Regions from separate parts of the Sus scrofa genome. Here regions 1 and 2 are each linked to region 3. Evidence: chromatin contacts called from public HiChIP or PLAC-seq data. All regions are on one chromosome and are shown on one strand. The core of a region is the stretch at or near the end of the contact, and the rest is flanking DNA. Distances in the headings are between cores, read along the strand shown.

Evidence for each region. HiChIP or PLAC-seq counts read pairs in DNA pulled down with a chosen protein or histone mark.
Region 1: a contact with region 3 is called in an H3K27ac HiChIP or PLAC-seq map of skeletal muscle. The contact joins two enhancer-like sites. A contact is called at or near these places in 3 of 47 Hi-C or Micro-C datasets (embryonic fibroblasts, fetal heart ventricle and heart right ventricle) and 2 of 2 datasets of contacts at active chromatin or transcription factors (alveolar macrophages and skeletal muscle).
Region 2: a contact with region 3 is called in an H3K27ac HiChIP or PLAC-seq map of skeletal muscle. The contact joins two enhancer-like sites. A contact is called at or near these places in 2 of 2 datasets of contacts at active chromatin or transcription factors (alveolar macrophages and skeletal muscle).

Annotation. Positions count from the first base shown.
Region 1 is chr10:27,310,714-27,314,235 of Sscrofa11.1, reverse strand. All of the region lies in intron 5 of C10H9orf3 (aminopeptidase O), which reads left to right. Among named protein-coding and RNA genes, the nearest start is that of C10H9orf3, 160 kb to the left of the region's middle. Within about 2 kb of position 1,520, at least 21 of the 83 cell types and tissues checked have an H3K27ac peak or open chromatin away from gene starts, as enhancers often do. A contact at or near this core is called in skeletal muscle, where this site is marked.
Region 2 is chr10:27,376,694-27,380,136 of Sscrofa11.1, reverse strand. C10H9orf3 (aminopeptidase O) reads left to right here. Exons shown (of 19, transcript XR_002336299.1): 5 at 1,247-1,492. Among named protein-coding and RNA genes, the nearest start is that of C10H9orf3, 94 kb to the left of the region's middle. Within about 2 kb of position 1,901, at least 5 of the 83 cell types and tissues checked have an H3K27ac peak or open chromatin away from gene starts, as enhancers often do. A contact at or near this core is called in skeletal muscle, where this site is marked.
Region 3 is chr10:27,045,745-27,049,656 of Sscrofa11.1, reverse strand. It overlaps FANCC (Fanconi anemia group C protein), which reads right to left. Exons shown (of 14, transcript XM_021064601.1): 13 at 1,013-1,193. Among named protein-coding and RNA genes, the nearest start is that of MIR24-2, 32 kb to the left of the region's middle. Within about 2 kb of position 1,511, at least 16 of the 83 cell types and tissues checked have an H3K27ac peak or open chromatin away from gene starts, as enhancers often do. A contact at or near this core is called in skeletal muscle, where this site is marked.

The sequences.
Region 1 (3,522 bases), core at 271-2,770, 260 kb before region 3:
TCGATCCTCAACACTAGTGTGGCTTTGATTTGAGGTGCTTTGTAGCATTCCAAGGTGATTTCTAGACTCTTGCAGTAAAATTGCTTAGGAATAAAGTGACATTTTATGAAATTCTCATTTTCCAACACTTTCATTAACCCATGCTTGGGTAACTTTCTAGTTTCTAATATTAATTTTCAACTATTTTGATCCACGGCTAATCAGCGCTTAATTAGGGTGAAGACCACAGTCTGGGGAAGAAAGAGAAAATCCTTATTGTTTAGAAAATCTTTAAATAAGAAGTCCGGGAGAACAGTTCTTGATTTTACATGTAGAGACGTTAATCAGAAGCAATAAACTGTGCGCTGACGACATGTTTAAAACAAACCAGGACTTAGGAAAAAACAGGAAATTTGACCAAACAACTCTTCCTAGTAACAGGTTCTGTGTGTCTTTGTTAAGATCATCACAGCTTGTTTTAATAATCTTTTTCGACTTCCTTTCCAAAATTTGACGTTCTATTTCTTTGCAGTTTTATATACAGCTCTCATTTACTAAGCACTTTTCACTTCAAACTGGCTTCCTGTAATAGAGGAATTGCAAATGAAAGGAATCGATAATGAAATTGTAATGCTGCATTTTAATCCCTAGGCAAATTGGTGTTATAAACTGCTAATTAAAGGAGTCTTTTGCCCGGATAGTGCTTAAACAGCCTTCAAGTCCAGCTCTTAATTGGTAACATTACCTGGCATTTTGTAGAATGAGAATACCTTTTGCTTATCATTCTTAAGCTTCTTCTTATAGTCTTAATTTTAAACTTGACCCTTTCTTGGCATCGTAATGCAAGAAACCATTCCCATTTAATCTGGGACAGCTGCATTTGTTTAGATACTATACGCTTAAGTTCTCACAGAAATTCTGACCTGAAACGGACAGATGTTTGAACTCCTATGTAAAAATCTATTCTAAACATTCTGGGCTACTGCTAGACAGGAATGCCAAACATTTCCAACCACAAATTATACTTGATAATAACCACCTTGATAGCAGAAAGCAGCAGACCCCCAGTTCCATTACATGATCTGCAGGAAGATAACAGGTCTTTGGCGTCTGAGGTTCGATTGGCTATATTCATATTCACAGCTGCTGAAGGCCAGTGCAGATGGCATCGTTGTGAAAATTAGAGACTATCAAATCATACACAGAAATTCTCTGGGCACAAAAATGTGTCCTCCCTTCTCCACGTAACTGGACCAGAGCTGAGAATGGCTGACTGTGAAGCAGGAGCACGCCAAAAAACCGAGCAGGCTGAGTACACAGAAAGCCATATGGCTCAAGGAAATGGACACTCGTTTCCTTTTAAAGTTTCTGAAATCAGCGTATTCCTGAAGAACCATTTAAATAAGCTCCCCAGCATGTTTTATTTTATGAAATGCGGGGCATGCCGGTTATGAAACGGGAACCCTGAAATGTGATACATCCATCTTAACCAGCTCAGGGTTTTATTCAATTCTTCAAGCCCTAATCCTATTAACTCTCATGCACAAAGGAAATGCAGGGCTCCGCTCTCTGATGATTCTGCCCAGGCCTCATGGCATTAGTAAGCCAAGTCTTGCATTTTACAAATGAAGCTTATTGGTTGATTAAAAATATAACAAGCATCAGTGAAGCCACTTTTCAAAAAGAATGTTTCAGATTGTTTGCTTTAAGAAAAGCCGGTAGAAGAGATCAATGGCTTCAGTTTTTAGTTTGAGGAATTTTTTTTTTTAAAGCCGTTCACTTGAATATGCAGATTTTTTTGGTGTGATGCACATTAAATTTATATGGCTTTTGAAAATCATATCTTTGGTTTTACAAATAAAGTTCATTGGTTGATTAAAAATGCAAGCAGCATCCATGTAACTAACTACTGTTCAAAAAGGATTTTTTTTTAAGACTGTTTATGTAAGGGGTTTTGAGGGGTTTGATGATTCATAATCAGTTTATGAAATGTGAAGATTTTTTTAAAAGCAACTTAAGTCAGAATTTTAATGTGAAATGCATTAACCTTATTTCTGGCTAGACGTCCTTTGGACGTAGATCTAACCCAGCAAAATACCAAGATCTGATTATGATGCTGTTGGGAGTTAATCTCATTGTAGTGAACATGAGCTAATAACTCATTAGTCCATATTATATTATATACTTTTCAGTCTGTGGCCTGCTGTTTTGATTAAATTTAGTTCCTACCATTCAGATTGGAAACAGCAAAGTCTTCCTGTTACTACCTATCAAGTTTATAAAGCCTTGCTCTGAAAGCTTGAACAACTTGAGATCACCATTACTTACACAGTTTTATCCAGTGTAAAATTCTATCTCTAGGAGTACCCATCGGGGCTTTGCAGTAACAAACCCAACTAGTATCCATGCAGGTTTGATCCCTGGCCTTGCTCAGTGGGTTAAGAATCTGCCGTTGTTGTGAGCTGTGCTGTCGGTCGCAGATTGGGCTCAGGATCTGGCAATGTTGTGACTGTGGCATAGGCCAGCATCTGTAGCTCCAATTCACCTCCTAGCATGGGCACTTCCATATGTCTCGGGTGTGGCCCTAAAAAGCAAAATAAAATAAAATAAAATACTATCTTTACTGTAAAATCAAAGGGGATATCTGCATCCATCTATTTCTGTTGAGAAATACTGGCTACTTCCAGGTGGCGAGCTATGGTCAGCACAGCCTGCCCTGTGCTGCAAGGGCCTGGAATGTCTAGCCATTTCGGTTTACATAACAGTTTCACTGGGGTGTTTGCTTTCAGATGTCACTTCAATGTCAGCCTCAGCAGTCCACACATAAGTCTGCCTGTTCCCCAGGATTGGCGAAGGAAAAGAAAGTATTTTATCCAAGGCATCCTCCCTACTTTTCATAGCCTAAATTCTTTGACTCTACATTAAAAGAATATTAGAATTTACCTCCCATTCTAAAGAATGGGTTTATTTTTCTGTCTGGTTTCCTGTTGTCTCTGACTCTTTTCCTGCCGTGGAAGGTACCTGGCCTTTTTCAGCCAGGACGGCTGAAGGTCCCCTTCCTACCACCTCGGCCAGCCCAAGGTGAGGAATGGCACTAGGTCAGCACCCCTTATCATCCTCACCAGGGCCCTTCACAGCTCTGATAGGATCCGTTCTGACTCAGAACATCAAGGAACATTCTCTTGAAGAATGAACCTCGCTTCTTAGGTACTAGTGCATCGACTTCCCTGTAGTTGGGTAAGTTAAGCCAGTTGCCTTTCATTTCAACCATGTCAAAGTATCAAATAAAGCTATACCATCAGACCAGCCAGGAAAATGGGAGAGCTGGACAGTAACATGTTTATAATATAAATCCATCCTGTTTTCTCAACCCTTGCCCCTTGGCTGTTTTACATTCTGACAGAACACTCTGGAGATTTGCCTATAGACAATAGCCACCAGTTTAAGGACTTACTGGTTATTTGTTAAAGAAAATTGTAAAGCTCAAATAAATGAGCGTGCTGCTGGGTAAAACAGGAGTTCCCAAGATTCATGAGCATTAAT
Region 2 (3,443 bases), core at 652-3,151, 330 kb before region 3:
TTGCTCAGTGGGTTAACGATCCAGCGTTGCCATGAGCTGTGGTGTGGGTTACAGACGCGGCTCGGATCCCGTGTTGCTGTGGCTCTGCTGTAGGCTGGTGGCTACAGCTCTGATTCAACCCCTAGCCTGGGAATCTCCATATGCTGCGGGAGCAGCCCAAGAAATGGCAAAAAGAAAAAAAAAAAAAAAAAAAAAGCTAGCACCTGCATCATCTTTTGGTTCTTCATTACTGAGTCCACATCTTTTATTTGAGGACATTTCAGAAGGGGATCTTTAACTCGATTGCCCTGTCCCTTCCTTTCTGAGTTACAAACGGACCCTGAGTTGGAGAGGATTTTTCCCATGGTGACATTTGAAAAGCACATTTCCGAAGGCAGGAGTTGCGTTTTATTTGGGTGGGGGGTTGTTTGGTGCTTTTGAGTCTTGGAGATTTTCCACCTGTTTATTCTAAAATAAGACTTTGCTGGAGTTCCTGCTGTGGCTCAGCAGAAATGAACCCGACTAGTATCCATGAGGATGCAGGTTCAATCCCTGACCTCGCTTAGTAGGTTAAAGATCCAGCATTGCTGTGAGCTGTGGTGAAGGTCACAGACAAGGCTCGGATCCTGTGTGGCTGTGGCATGGGCCAGCAGCTGCAGCTCCAATTCGACCTCTAGCCTGGGAACTTCCATATGCCATACCTGCGGCCCTTAAAAAAAATAAATAAATAAGTTTTTACTACTTTCACTAGCACAGGTTGAAGATCCTTAGTCAATTCAGCAGATGGATAAGTTTTGACCTGTAACTTTTTTACTGCTCTACGGAGATTGACACTCCAAGAACTCAAGTGAACTTCTTTCCTTCCAAGCCCATCATAACCGCTGTCTCGAAGTTGTCTACTTCTTTTTTTTTTTTTTTTTTTTTTTGTCTTTTTAGGTCCACACTCATGGCATATGGAGGTTCCCAGGCCAGGGGTCACTTTGAAGCCATAGCTGCTGGCCTACACCACAGCCACAGCAGCTTGGGTTCCCAGCATCTGTGACCTACACCACAGCTCACGGCAAGGCCTGATGCTTAGCCTGTCAAGCAAGGCCGGGGATCAAACCTGTGTCCTCATGGATACAATACCAGTTGGGTTTTATAACCACTGAGCCATGACAGGAACTCCTCGAAGGCATCTATGTCTTGAGAGTTCCTCACCTCCACGGCCAGAAGAATGAACCTGTTTCACCATAAAGCACATCTCTTTATTTTGTGTTCTCCCCAGGAATGTTGGTGTTTGTGGACATGTGGAATACCCCTGCCGCTTCCAGAATGCTTCTGCCACCACCCAGGAGGTCATCCCGCATCGGCTTTTTGCTCCAGGGTGCCTCCAGGGTGCCTGCCAAGAGGCCCTTCTGCCGCTGATCCCTCCTTGCCTCTCAGCAGCACACTCTGTCCTGGGAACACACCCGTTCTCCAGACTGGATGTACTCATCGTCCCTGCCAGCTTCCCAAGCCTGGGGATGGCCAGGTACGTTCTTCTGTTGTGGCACCTGGAGGACATGCTTTGGAAATTCTTTGGCCATTTCTTTCTTTCCCTGAGCTCTGGCAGAGCTGCCATCCGATTAGGTTGGAAGGGCCACCATCAGCTCATGCTTGGAGTCTCAGTGTGTGCCCACTCCCCCATGCATGAGCCTTAGGGCATCCTGGGCTCAATTCAGCTGCCTCGAAAATCAAAAGCTCACATTGCAGCTGGGATTGAGAGCATGTTGTGCCCCCAGAGTGATGGATGTTGGCCCGTGGCTGATGGGTGGCTCGTCGGGTTAGGCGGTGAAAGCATCATGCTAATGAGCCCAAGGTCACAGCTCCCGACAGAGGAATGCAACGTGGTTCTAGGGCAGAGGCTGCTCATGTAATCCTGACCAGCTGTCTCATCCGTTCTCACCACTGGTCACGAGGGCAACAGTGTGAGAGCCCCTTTGTCAGAGAGAAATGTGGATGGGTCCGTGTACACCTATCACCACTTCTAGAAAAATCACTCAAAGCAGATAACTTACTGGGGGAGCGTGGGGCCGTCACTTGTCTTGCTACAATTTTGTCATATGATAAATGCATTGCTCTTATTGTCATCCCCTGTTAGTTCCCATAGAAAATCAAGACCCACCAGTTGAACCTTTCCCTGTATATTATTTATGCCTCAGATTCATTCATTAATGCTATTGTCCATTTCACACAGCATTTGATTTGGTTATATACTCAGGATTTTCTTGGTTATATTTCTGTTTGGAAATTTTAATCATGAACAGTGAATATCCTTGACTAAGGATGGGAAAAATAAGCTCATCAAAACATGTGACTTTAAGTTTTTCCCTATTAGTCAAGGCAATTCCTGCCGCCAATTAATTTCCATGCTTTTGAACAGCTGTCATTTGTGGTGTTTTCCCTGAAACTGCACACATTCTTAGTAAAACCATGAGTAGAAAAGAACTGACCAGAACATTTGCTTTTGATCTTTACTACATATGTACACTTTTAAAAAGCTGGCTGGCTAGTCTTAATGCTTGAGGAAGCCTGAGAAGGTCATTTACATGGATTTTTATCCTATATTCATGAAGATAATAGGAATGTAAAAACTAGGATAATTATATGTATTTGGTTACGTGCATCATGTAATTTCTTGGCTCTCTCTATGTAGAATTTGTCTTAACAAGGGGGCTTCTTTGGTCCCTTTGAAGAGTCTGCTGGACTTAATTTGAGCAGAATTATTAGCAAAGGAAGGGTTGTTCATTAAATGTTTCTCATTTGTACACCGTGTGGCGGGGCTATATTTATTTTGGAGTTTTTAGCACTTTATGAGAGTTGCAGTTTTTCAGGGCATTTTTGCTAACAGTTCCAAGTTCTGACCTGAGGGAACCAGAAGCAGAGTATTTTTCATACAGAGCTACATTTATTTGCTAGAGCTCCTTCCTGACATCAGTCTGCCAAAACCCGAATTTGTTGACCTGTGGGCTGATCTATAAAGCTTCTCTTTTTAAGTTTGCATGCCCAAGCAGGTAGAATGTGTGTTTGCTGCTTTTTGAGATATTTAAATTGATTTAAACATGCTTAACTCTGTTTTTTTTTTTTGTTTTGTTTTTAAGTAAGCCTAAGTACTCTATGGCCAAATGGTTCTGGGCACAAATGTCAAAAAAATGTACTGGTGATAATAATTTAGCAGCAACAAGACTGCTTCTATGCTTAAAAACAGGAGAACCGTACATTTAAAAATCTGTGGTTGATTGTCAAATATCTTTTTTTTTTTTTTTCCTTCTTTTTAGACTGTGGAAATAGTCTGCCCTGGTCTAGATGTTTTCCTGGGCGTAGTGACCGTTCCCTGTATTTGAACAGTGGAGGGGGGATTGTGGCATCTTCCCCTGCCAGTTGGGGGTGGGGAGGCACTCTGTTTTTTCCTAACTCTGACCTAAATTGATTCCACTTGCTCG
Region 3 (3,912 bases), core at 262-2,761:
TGCTTCGTACATCTTAACTATTATTAAAAGATGATGAAAACCAACCAGGATTCTCTTTCATCAGTTTCATGTGATATTTTAAAAGGGAAAAAAATCTGGCTTTCTTTTTAATCAGCAGGCAATCAAATAATGTTCATTTCTGAAAAAAATTCTATTTTTGATCCAAAATCATCACCAAATTTTAGCTTTTTAAAATGCCAAACTCTTTTCTTCCCTCTGCCATGTAACATACCTTTAAACAAGTAAAATATACAGACACATCTGAACTGGTCTTTGTTTTCAAACTGCAGAACACACCAGGCAAATAGGAGCACTGCTCTCTACATAAAGAAACCTGCTCCCTTTAATTATTAAAATCAACAAAAAGCTCTGGCAGTTGAACTTTTAAAAACCAGCAAATAAATGTTTGCAAGGAAGGCGCCGATGCCTTTAATCAGAGTGCTGCTCCTGTAATTATTCTATTCCACACAAAATAACAACTGTCTTTCCACGGACAGTTAGCCACTCTTGTACTTTGCTGCTCTGTTATTTAGAAAATGACCATGTCCTTTTGCAGAAGCTAAGTGGTTAATATCAGGTGATTACTTCAGTAAGAGTTCTCAACAAAGCCCGTAATGTGAGGATCTATTGACTGATCCAAGACAGGAGTTCAGTCAAGACAGAAGCAGAGCCCGCCAGGCCGCTCCTCAGAAAAGCAGTCAGACCCCGAGATGATCCGTGGAGGGTGCGGCCCCAGACCAGGCGCGCCTATAAATCAGAACAGGGTGGCTGCAGGCAACATGAGGGGAAATGACCCAGGGGACAAGAGCAGAGTGGCCTCCAGTTCATCACAGGCCCAGTTCCCACTCTCGTCCCAGCCCACGCATGGCTCCACGCGCAAACCCCGAGGGGCTGGTGGGGAGGGTCTCGGGTCAGGGGAAGCCAAGCTACTGCCCAGCCCCTTCCTGCAGGCTCCTTTCTGCTCCCAAGAGACCAGCCCCGGAGGCCACTCGCCGTGGACCCTGCCACCCACCATGGTCTGTGATCTCTGCCGACGCCCGGCGCCTGGGCTGCCGCTGAATGCCAGGAGCCACAGCAGGGCCTCAGGGGCTTCGGCCTCAGCCTCCACCATCAGCAACTGCTCAGCCGCGATGTCAGCCCATTCTCCAAAGTGAACGAACAAAAACCAGCTCTCAAAGGGGCCTCCGTAGGACCTGGAACAGAACCAAAACACATGGCAGCCGGGCAACGTGATTTCTTTCTCCTTTAGTTTCTTAAAGCAACTGTAATGTTTGCGAATGGCTGGCTCCCATTGTTCTTATCCACTGGAGTACAACTTGCAAGGGATACAAGTTAGACGCAGGAAGAGAGCTCACAATGCCACCCTGAACCAGTCCCGGGCCTTCCAAAGGCCTGCCTCTCAAAGCCTCCAGTGCCCTGAGGACCTCAGACACTGAAATCGTTACATCCAGGGACCCTGAGTGAGCACTGGCCTTTGAGAAAGGAAGATGCTGGCCCAGGGCCAGTGAGCGTGATGCAAGATGAGAGCCCTCAGGCGCCGCTCTGCCTTCTGCGTGGCCTGCGCAGCTGGGCTGCTGTTGAGAGCGGGGCCTCACAGCTGCAAGGCCGCCACCAGGGCAGCCCCGAGCCAGGAAAGCAGGGACTCCCTGGGGTGCAGACGGAGACCAGAGGAGGGACGCAGGCAGAAACGTGTGCTATTGCTTTTCTTGCAAAACACAAGGTTCTGGTTAGTATTTTGGCAATTACGAATTTTTAATGAGCTGTATATTGTATTCTTTCCTGTCATCATGTATCTCTCAATGCTGAGAGGTTAAAGCTTTTGTGAGGCTATCCTTTGTCACACGGGGAGTTGGGAGCTGCAGTTCAAGAGGAGAATCTGCTGAGGGAAGGACCATTAATTTTGCACAGTGACAGTGCCAGCAGTTTGACATCTCCCCTGGGAAAAATGGAGCAGGACTGGCCCGAAGCTCCTGGAAGAGGGGAGCTCTGAGCCTTGCTGCAGGCTCCGTCTTTGTTGGATTGGGGCGCCTATTCCCCTGCTTGGTCCCTGGGATCCCCAAGCTCCGAGCACTGTTCCCACCTCCCTGAGTCACTGCTTCCTGCTGTCCAAGTCCTCCTGAGAACAAGTGATGAATGGTCTGAAATCCGGCTTGCAAAGCAGCGGACCGAAAGGGAAGAAGGGGAGCAGGTTACACCTGTCCCCACGAGAGGGCGAGCTGATGGACCAGGGCACATGGGCAGTGCGCTGGGTTATGTCTCGAAAGCCAGGGACAGGCTCCACGGGGTCTCTGCCCTGCAGACCTCACGGATGAGGAAGCTGAGCCGCGGGGCTCCCCCGCGCTCCCTGCTCCCAGGTGGGCAGTGTGCCTGGATCAGGGCTCAAGGCCTGGTCGCTCTCCCTCTCTTCTTCCAGCAGCTGAGTGTGCAAGGCACCTCCATGGGGCTGGCTGGGAGGTGCCTTCAGCTGCTCATAGACCCCTCCCTGCAGGTGGCCCCGCCAACGAGCTGAGGCGGATCTGGGTTCACCAGGAGCCCCATGAGGTTTCGGCTCTAGGTTCTGCTCTTCAACAGAGACGGCCAGGAGTGTGTATGGGGCTGCCAGGCTATGGCAGGTCGTTACTGTGGCCAATCCTCTGATCCCCGCTTGGCTGCCAGACTTCTGTCTCCTGCACTGCTAAGAGTCTTGGTGGTGGCGGTGGGGAGGAGTGAATAACTGGCGCCTAAGCCTGCAGCAGTGACGATGAACAGAAGAGCACTGGCTCGATGCTGAGAGGGCAGAGAAGATCAAGAGGGAGCAGCTGCCAAAGGAACACGTGAAGACAGTCTGAGGAGGCTAGGAGAGACAATGAATAAAATACTTCTACTCTAAAAGCAAGGAAGCTGAGAGGAAGCGGAAGGGTATGATGTTACAAAGAATTCAGCAAAGCCTCAACGCGAATGCTTCTAGGGAAAGAACACATGTAAGAGGTACCTGATATCATATTGGTAGAATTTACGTTAGAATGGATTTTCTTTTCTTTTCTTTTTTTTTTTTTTAACTTTTTAGGGCCGCACCCATGGCACATGGAAGGTCCCAAGCTGGGATCAAATTGGAGCTACAGCTTCTAGCCTATACCACAGCCACAGCAATGCAGGACCTGAGCCATGTCTGTGACCTACATACACCACAGCTCACAGCAATGCTGGATCCCGGGCCCACTCAGCAAGGCTAGGGATCGAACCTGCAACCTCATGGATCCTAGTCAGATTTGCTTCCGATGCACCACAGCGGGAACTCCTGGGTTGTCCAGTTTTAGATATAGATTTATTACAAAGAGGAAGAAAAAAACATTTCACCCCAGGGTGCAGGAGGAGTTGAGAATGTCCTTCCCTAGGGAGGCGCCCTTCTTGCTCTGCAGGTCGGGGGGCGCAGCACGGGCGCATTACTTTTTTCCTAAGGTCTATTCTCTTTATGGTTGTGCTCGTGCAGGTCAAAATCTGATACGAGCAATGACTCAGGACAGTCTCTGTACAAGGTATTATGTGTAACGACAGCCTATTTGCCCTGAGCTGCTCCAAGTGCTTCCCCCACTTCCTACTCAGCAATGCGCATACCTGTGTAGGAGGTCACAGACCAGCACAGACACTGTACTTCACAGATGTGGGTTTTTTCACAAATTGAAGGTTTGTGGCAATGCTGTGACAGGCACGTCTATTGGTGTCATTTTTTCAACAGCATTTGCTCACTGCTTATCTCTCTGCCACATTGTGGGGACTCTCACAATTTTTGAAACTTTTCAGTTATAATTATATTTGCCATGGTGATCTGTGATCAGTGATCTTTGATGATATCATTGTCACTGGTTTGGGGCGCCAGGAACTGTGCCCACACAAGATGAAGAACTGAGTCGATAAATGTGTGTGTTCTGACGG